Regions from separate parts of the Gossypium hirsutum genome. Here region 1 is linked to region 2. A link is a contact called in public Hi-C data. All regions are on one chromosome and are shown on one strand. The core of a region is the stretch at or near the end of the contact, and the rest is flanking DNA. Distances in the headings are between cores, read along the strand shown.

Region 1 (3,518 bases), core at 370-2,869, 210 kb after region 2:
CTTGTCGACGATAACTGTCCAAGCTTAATAAAAGTGGGACCGAGTTGCAATACACGCTCTCTTAGCCATGAGGCAGTTGTTCTTCTCCTCTTTTTCTGCAGAAGATTAAGAAAAGCTATAAGAACCAAAAGCAAAACAAAAGATACAGTTCAAAAGAAACAGAAAAGGTGGAGACTGTGGATATTAGCTAAGTAAGAAATTATAGATAACTACTCTACAATCTATAGATAGAGGGATGTGTTACAAAAGACTAAAAAATCTCACCTGCTTATCCTCAGTGAAGCCCCCTGCATATGCCCATTTGGCATTGTCCAAAAGAACTCGTACACGTAAAGAAATAACAAAAGACCAAACATCTATACTCCTTTGCAAGGAACTGTAATTCTCATTGGCCCAACTGAAATTTTCATCTGAAGGCAGAATCTTTAACTCCTCTAATGGTGGAAGGTCTTTAGACACTCTCGATATAGGCATCTTTACAAGGGATGGACTGTTTTTTCTCCTAACTATGCTAGCACCATTTCCATTTATAACCTGCTTTACACCATTTACCTGCTCCACTTTCCTAGTGGCAGGAGCCTGTCTTTTCACTACTTCACTCGCAGGCACCATTTTAACAGCTCGGCCATTGATTCCTACTTTTGGGGTTGGTTCAGTTTGTTGCATTTCAACTTGAAACCTGAATGACTTACCTGTCATAGGCAGACAATATATTTGCCTCTCAAGATTCACAAAATTATTTGAAATAGAGCCCGAGAAACTGAGAGTACCCACTGCTCTTCCTTGATTCATCATTTCATAATTGCAGGAATAACAACTGTGTGAAGCCAGTATTACTGTCATATCAGCAGAAAACACCTGTGGGATATTAACAGTAGTTCAAATATGAGAAGTAGGAAACTATGAAGAACAATAATAGTAAAACATAAGTATTAAATAAATGACTGAAGAAAGGCTTTAAAGTTAATTTAGTAGGAACAAGTCACATTCCAGCTCTATTATATGAACAATGAACCTTTTACTTAAAAGAGAAAATGAATACGTACAGCCAAATAACTGATCCAACAAAATAATATAGAAATAACCGATCCAACAAAATAACATGATATATGTTAATTATGAATCAAAGACAAGGAAAGGAAAATTGCAGATGGATAAAAATTTCTACAGTAAACAATATAAACTTTAATTCATGAATCAAACTATGCCAACAACATCCCAAATACTGTAAAGAATAATATAATCTCAACGCAAAAGGGGAAAAGAAGAAAGGAACTTGGGTTTTGAAGAAAACACCCACCAGTAAAGAAGATGGCTACGAATTCTTGAATAAGGAGCAATGATATTTATTGGGTTCTAAGGCGTTTCTTGTTTCTTGTTAAGGAATGCAACGATTGAAAGAGAAAGGCAGTCCCTTAGTGGAAAACGAGAGAAGGAGAAACAAGCAAGCAACAATTGCTGGTTGAATTGAATGGGATTAGTAGAGTGTTTACGTGTCTTTCCTTCGTTTACCAAATTCAAGGAATCTGAAGGCAGATCTTTTTGGACTTTTTTTTAAAGAAAATTTTGCCCTTATTTTTCTGGTTTCTGAGGCTGTCCGTTCAAAGACAAAAAATTGTAAGCACAGAGCATCTTCACATGTAACCACGTTAACTACCACGATTGACTATTCGGATTCGTCTACCCGTCGGGTCGGGTTATAAGCGACTCGGGTATAACATCTCAAATAGAAAATGTCTAGGGTTGGCAGGGAAAGGCAGGCGCCTGCCCCCGGAAAATTTCCCTTTTCAAGTGACTTTAAAATTTATAAAATTATAAATAATATACAATAAAATGGGAAAATTCCAAAAAAAACCCTATTTTTTTAAAATTTACCGAAATGGGCCCCATATTTTATTATTTATCGGAATGGGTCATTTTCCCCGAAATCGCGTCCACGTCAGCGCGATGTCAGGGGACGTGTCAGAACATCGCGTCCACGTCAACGCACTTTGCTTAGGTGGACACAAATCGTGCCTACAAGGACACGATTTGCTGACGTGGATGAACAGTTTATGTTTTTTAGCTTGGAAAACTTTGAAAGGCCATAACTTTTCGCTCGGTTGTCCGATTGAGACGATTTTTTTATTTCGAATAACTTTTCGAGATCTACGTGCTGACAAACAGCCGAAGGCGGTTTGCCGCAGTTTTCGTCGAAAAAGATCTTTTTTTGCCCCTAAATTTTGATTTTTTCGATTTAAAATTGAATTTTGAAACATTCAAATCATTATTTTCCTTATTTATTTGAAGTAAACACCGGATTTTTTTACAAGCACAAAAAAGATTCAAAATTGTTACCAACAAGATTTGAACCAACATACTAAGAGAAAAGAGCAAGCATCTTAACCAACTAAGCTAAAATAATTAATTGACATATTATAGAAATATTGTTATTATCTTAATTATATTACTTACGTTCTAACGATTTATCAGACCTATTCCATAAACATGTCAAATCAGAAAAAATAATACAACAATTCTGTAAAAAAAATCCGGTGTTAGTTTCAAATAAATAAGGAAAATAATGATTTGAATGTTTCAAAATTCAATTTTAAATCAAAAAATCGAAATTTAGGGGCAAAAAAGGATCTTTTTCGACAAAAATTACGGCAAACCGCCTTCGGCTGCTGTCAGCGCGTAGATCTCGAAAAGTTATTCAAAAAAAAATTGTCTCAATCGGACAATCGAGCGAAAAGTTATGGCCTTTCAAAGTTTTTCAAGCTAAAAAATATAAATTGTTCATCCACATCAGCAAATCGCGTCCTCGTAGGTGCGATTTGTGTCCACATAAGCAAAGCGCGCTGACGTGGATGCGATGTTTTGACACGTCCCCTGACATCGTGCTGACGTGGACGCGATTTCGGGGAAAATAACCCATTCCGGTAAATAATAAAATACCGGGCCCATTTCGATAAATTTTAAAAAAATAGGACTTTTTTTAGTAATTTGCCCCAATAAAATTATAGTTTCGAACTAAAAATCATAAAATTTTTATTTACAACTTTTAAAATTTATAATGATATAAATTAATATATTAGTGAAATTATATTTTAGTTTTTATAAATACATATAACTTAGTTTTGGCCCCTAAAAAAAGCTTAATACCTCTTGTGGTCCTTGTACTATTTTTTTATTAGTTTGATCCCTATAATTTCATTTTGTATACCTCGTTGCCCACCAATATATTTTTTGTTAAAGAAATTAAATCAGTCAATGGCACGTTATTACGTGTCAATTAAAGTAAAAAAATCTTAATTTTTTAAAAGTTTATTAAAAATTCAAAAAAAATCATAAAAAAATCTGAAAATCCAAAAATAGTCTTAAAACTAAGAAAATTACAAAATAAAAATAAAAACATAATCCAAATTTAAAAATTTTACAAATATTTTAAAGTTATAAGTATGCCAAACTTAAAATAATATTTAAAAAAAGTTATACTTTTCATAAAATTTTAAAAACCATTTGTTTGGAATTCTATG
Region 2 (3,370 bases), core at 663-3,162:
TTTGCACAATAGAGGACACTGCATTCGTTATGATGGCAAGATGTATACCGATTAACCAAGTGTATATAAAAAGAAAAAAAATCAAGATTATAGATCAAATAACAAATGACTTATCCAACAAACCTTTACTCCAGCATTACGTATTGCCTCCAAATTTTCAAAGCTTCCCTTGATTGAAGAGTAGCAAGTCAGAGAATTAATAAATAGACTAAGCAACTGGATACAAAATCTTCAAAAACAAAAATAAAAATGACTATGTTTACCTTAAAATACTTTTCATCAGTCAAAACACTCAGACAAGCGGCTCCACCCTTCTCATATGCTCTAGCAATCTCAACCTATCACAAGAAACATAAATATATCACAAATTACTCAGTAATAAAAAGAAATAGAATGATACAATAAAAATAGATATGGAAGGTTAGTTCACTCTTTCTCCAAGGTTTTACCTGGATTGAAACATACTCTAAAATATCAAAATTTCCTCCCAACCATAATTCCAAGAAGACAACTTCAATCTTATATAAAAAAAGATATGGAAGGTTAGTTCACTCTTTCTCTAAGGTTTTACCCGGATTGAAACATACTCTAAAATATCAAAATTTCCTCCCAACCATAATTCCAAGAAGATAACTTTAATCTTATAGAGTATCTATACTTGTATTATCTTATAAACCATGCAGGAGGTAGAAAGCTGACAAATGTTTATTGAATAATATCTGATTAATTCATTAATAACATCATAAATATACCAGATGGTGTTTATAAATTCTAACCCTCAAACCTCACTAGCGGGTTTTCATCCGCAGGACATTTTATGAGTCCTCCAATCTCGTTGAGAGAAGAACCTCAATTTTATGACAAATCCAGTCAAATTTTCGTATCAAAATTTCTAGTATCATAAACGCCGTTAGATGAATGATAAATGTACCATTAGATATATTTATTTATAAAAATAAGTATATTATTAAATTAGGATAATTTTCTTCCAAAAAGTATGGACTAGAAATAAAGAAAGGTACTTAACTGGGTCAAAATTCTCTCTGAGAATTCCTCTGCTAGGCGAAGCCTTCTTAACTTCAGCAATTAAACCAGGCAATCCAGTCTGCAAATGTGCCGCTTTAAGAGACCCGACGAAATCTCTAGTTGGAGGTGAATTCTCGATAACCTTCTTCAATGAAAGCAAAGGCTTCTTCTCTTTCATCTGCCAAACCCAAAAAATCATTATATCACCATACAGTTACAAAAAAAAAAAAAGCAAAGACGAATACCTTGACCTAATTAAAATTGTAAAAATTAAAATTAAAAAAATTTACTTGGGAAACTTCCACATCTTTGTGCCAAACTATTTCTTCAAGAATGTTACGAGGAGTGTTTCCCTCATTCTGTAAACGGAATTCGAAGGGACCCACGTAATGCAAAGGCGGACCCGACGGTGGACGCCGCCGTATTCTAATCCCTTGACTCGCTGCGACTTCGTTTTGCAACATTCCAACTTCCCATTCCTTTACCTTCAAAGAATCTTCCTCGTCTTCTTTTCGCGGAAATATCGTCCCCGACTACACACAAATTTTATTTTAGAAAGAAGAGTATTAGATTCAATGTATGTAAGTAAAATGATTATTATTAATAACCTGTTGAGCTCGAATGGAGGGAAAATGGAATCGCCGATGCTGAAGGTCCATTGAGCGTCTGAGGAAGAAATTAGGTCGCTGATTAGGGGAAGGAATAGATTGAAAGGAAATTCCAGGAGCTGTTTTCATTGAAACTAATCCCTCCATTTTTGCAATTGATGGAAACCCTAGCTCCTGCACTTAGATTTTATACACTTTTTACAGTCGAAGTGGGGAACATGAAAGATATATTTGGTATGTATAAATGGTAATTTCTCCAAGATTTTTGTTTATTTTTTTTCTAATAAAGATTTTTGTTTCCTTTTATTATTAATTTCGTCGTTTTACCTGAATGTGTTTTTTTTGGCAATTTACCATTAAAAGCTTATTTTTTTAAATTTATTGAAATGGGCCTGATATTTTATTATCTACTGGAATAGGTCCTTTTCCCCCTAAAGCGCGTCCACGTCAACGCAAAGTCAGGGAACGTGTCAGCAAATCGCGTCCACGTCAGCGCGCTGTGCTGACATGGCAACAAATCGCGTCCACGTAAGCGCGATTTGTATCCACGTCAGCAAATTACGCTGACGTGGACGCGATTTGATGTCACGTAGCGCGCCCTTGGGGACGCGATTTCCCCACGCGTGAACAGTGCAATGATATTTTTTTTACCGTTGCCCCCCCTAACGGTCAAAAAAAAATCTATAAATACCCCCACCCTTTATTTTTTCACAAACTAATTATTTTCTCAATTTGCTCTCAATTTGCTCTCAAATTCCTTCCAAATTTCTCTCAAATCTATATTTAATCTCAATTTGCTCTCAATTTCCTCTTAAATCCCTATTTTTAAATATTTTTAAATTTTTTTTTAAATCGTAAAAATTTATACGATTTCAGCAATGGCCTGAAAATTGACTCGTCTTAATAAGCAGCACATATCCGTCGAGTAAATGAAAATGGTAAGTGTTAAATTTAATTTTTAAATATTATTTAAGATTTTTTTATTTATGCATTTTTAGATAATTATTAATTTATTATTTGTTATAAAAGTCTGTAGATCGGATATTGGAATGCTATATCCGGAATATGCATGCTCCTCTATCACCGTTGGTAGAGAACTACTTGCGGGAAGTGGGTTTTTGGCACGTGGCGACGGCAGGTCGGGGATGCAAGTTAGACCCAAAACTTATCAGTGCGTTGATCGAGAGGTGGAGACCGGAGACGCACACATTCCATCTTCCATGTGGAGAGTGCACTATCACTTTGGAAGATGTCAGTCTGCAATTGGGATTGTCGGTGGACGGGTACCCAGTTACCGGGTCTGTCCAATCTACCGATTGGGGAGTGGTGTGCTACGAGCTTTTGGGTGCTATTCTAGAGAAAATGGACGGAGGTCGGATAGAGATAAGCTAGTTACGAGACACATCCCCGGATCCGGATGATGATTCAACCGAAGTAGAAAGAATTTGATATGCTCGGGCATACATTCTTCAGATAATTTGAGGTTATTTGATGCCGGACTTGTCACGGAGCCGCGTACATCTAAGATGACTACTGAAACTCGTTGATTTTAGAGCAGCTAGTAAATTGAGTTGGGGGTCTGCCGTCTTGGCAGCATTATATCGGGAGATCTGTGGGGCGACGCGACTGAGTAAAGAAAAATCGGAGGTTGCCTGTCACTACTACAGTCATGGGCACGGTTTCGCTTTCCATTTCTACGTCCTTGAGTGGACCACCCATATACATTCCCGCTCATA

Evidence for each region. A called contact is a pair of places that touch in the nucleus more often than the background predicts.
Region 1: a Hi-C map of petal shows a contact between it and region 2, with 2.9 times the contacts expected there. The contact joins the promoter of LOC107954748 here to the promoter of LOC107954750 in region 2. A contact is called at or near these places in 3 of 34 Hi-C or Micro-C datasets (leaf, petal and seedling).

What each region holds. Positions count from the first base shown.
Region 1 is chrD07:35,238,795-35,242,312 of Gossypium_hirsutum_v2.1, forward strand. It overlaps LOC107954748 (protein ACTIVITY OF BC1 COMPLEX KINASE 7, chloroplastic), which reads right to left and starts at 1,620. Exons shown (of 18, transcript XM_016890402.2): 1 at 1,301-1,620; 2 at 265-858; 3 at 1-95. The coding sequence starts at 843.
Region 2 is chrD07:35,033,263-35,036,632 of Gossypium_hirsutum_v2.1, forward strand. LOC107954750 (indole-3-glycerol phosphate synthase, chloroplastic) reads right to left here and starts at 1,913. Exons shown (of 10, transcript XM_016890406.2): 1 at 1,635-1,913; 2 at 1,317-1,559; 3 at 1,028-1,204; 4 at 264-338; 5 at 124-168; 6 at 1-18. The coding sequence starts at 1,781.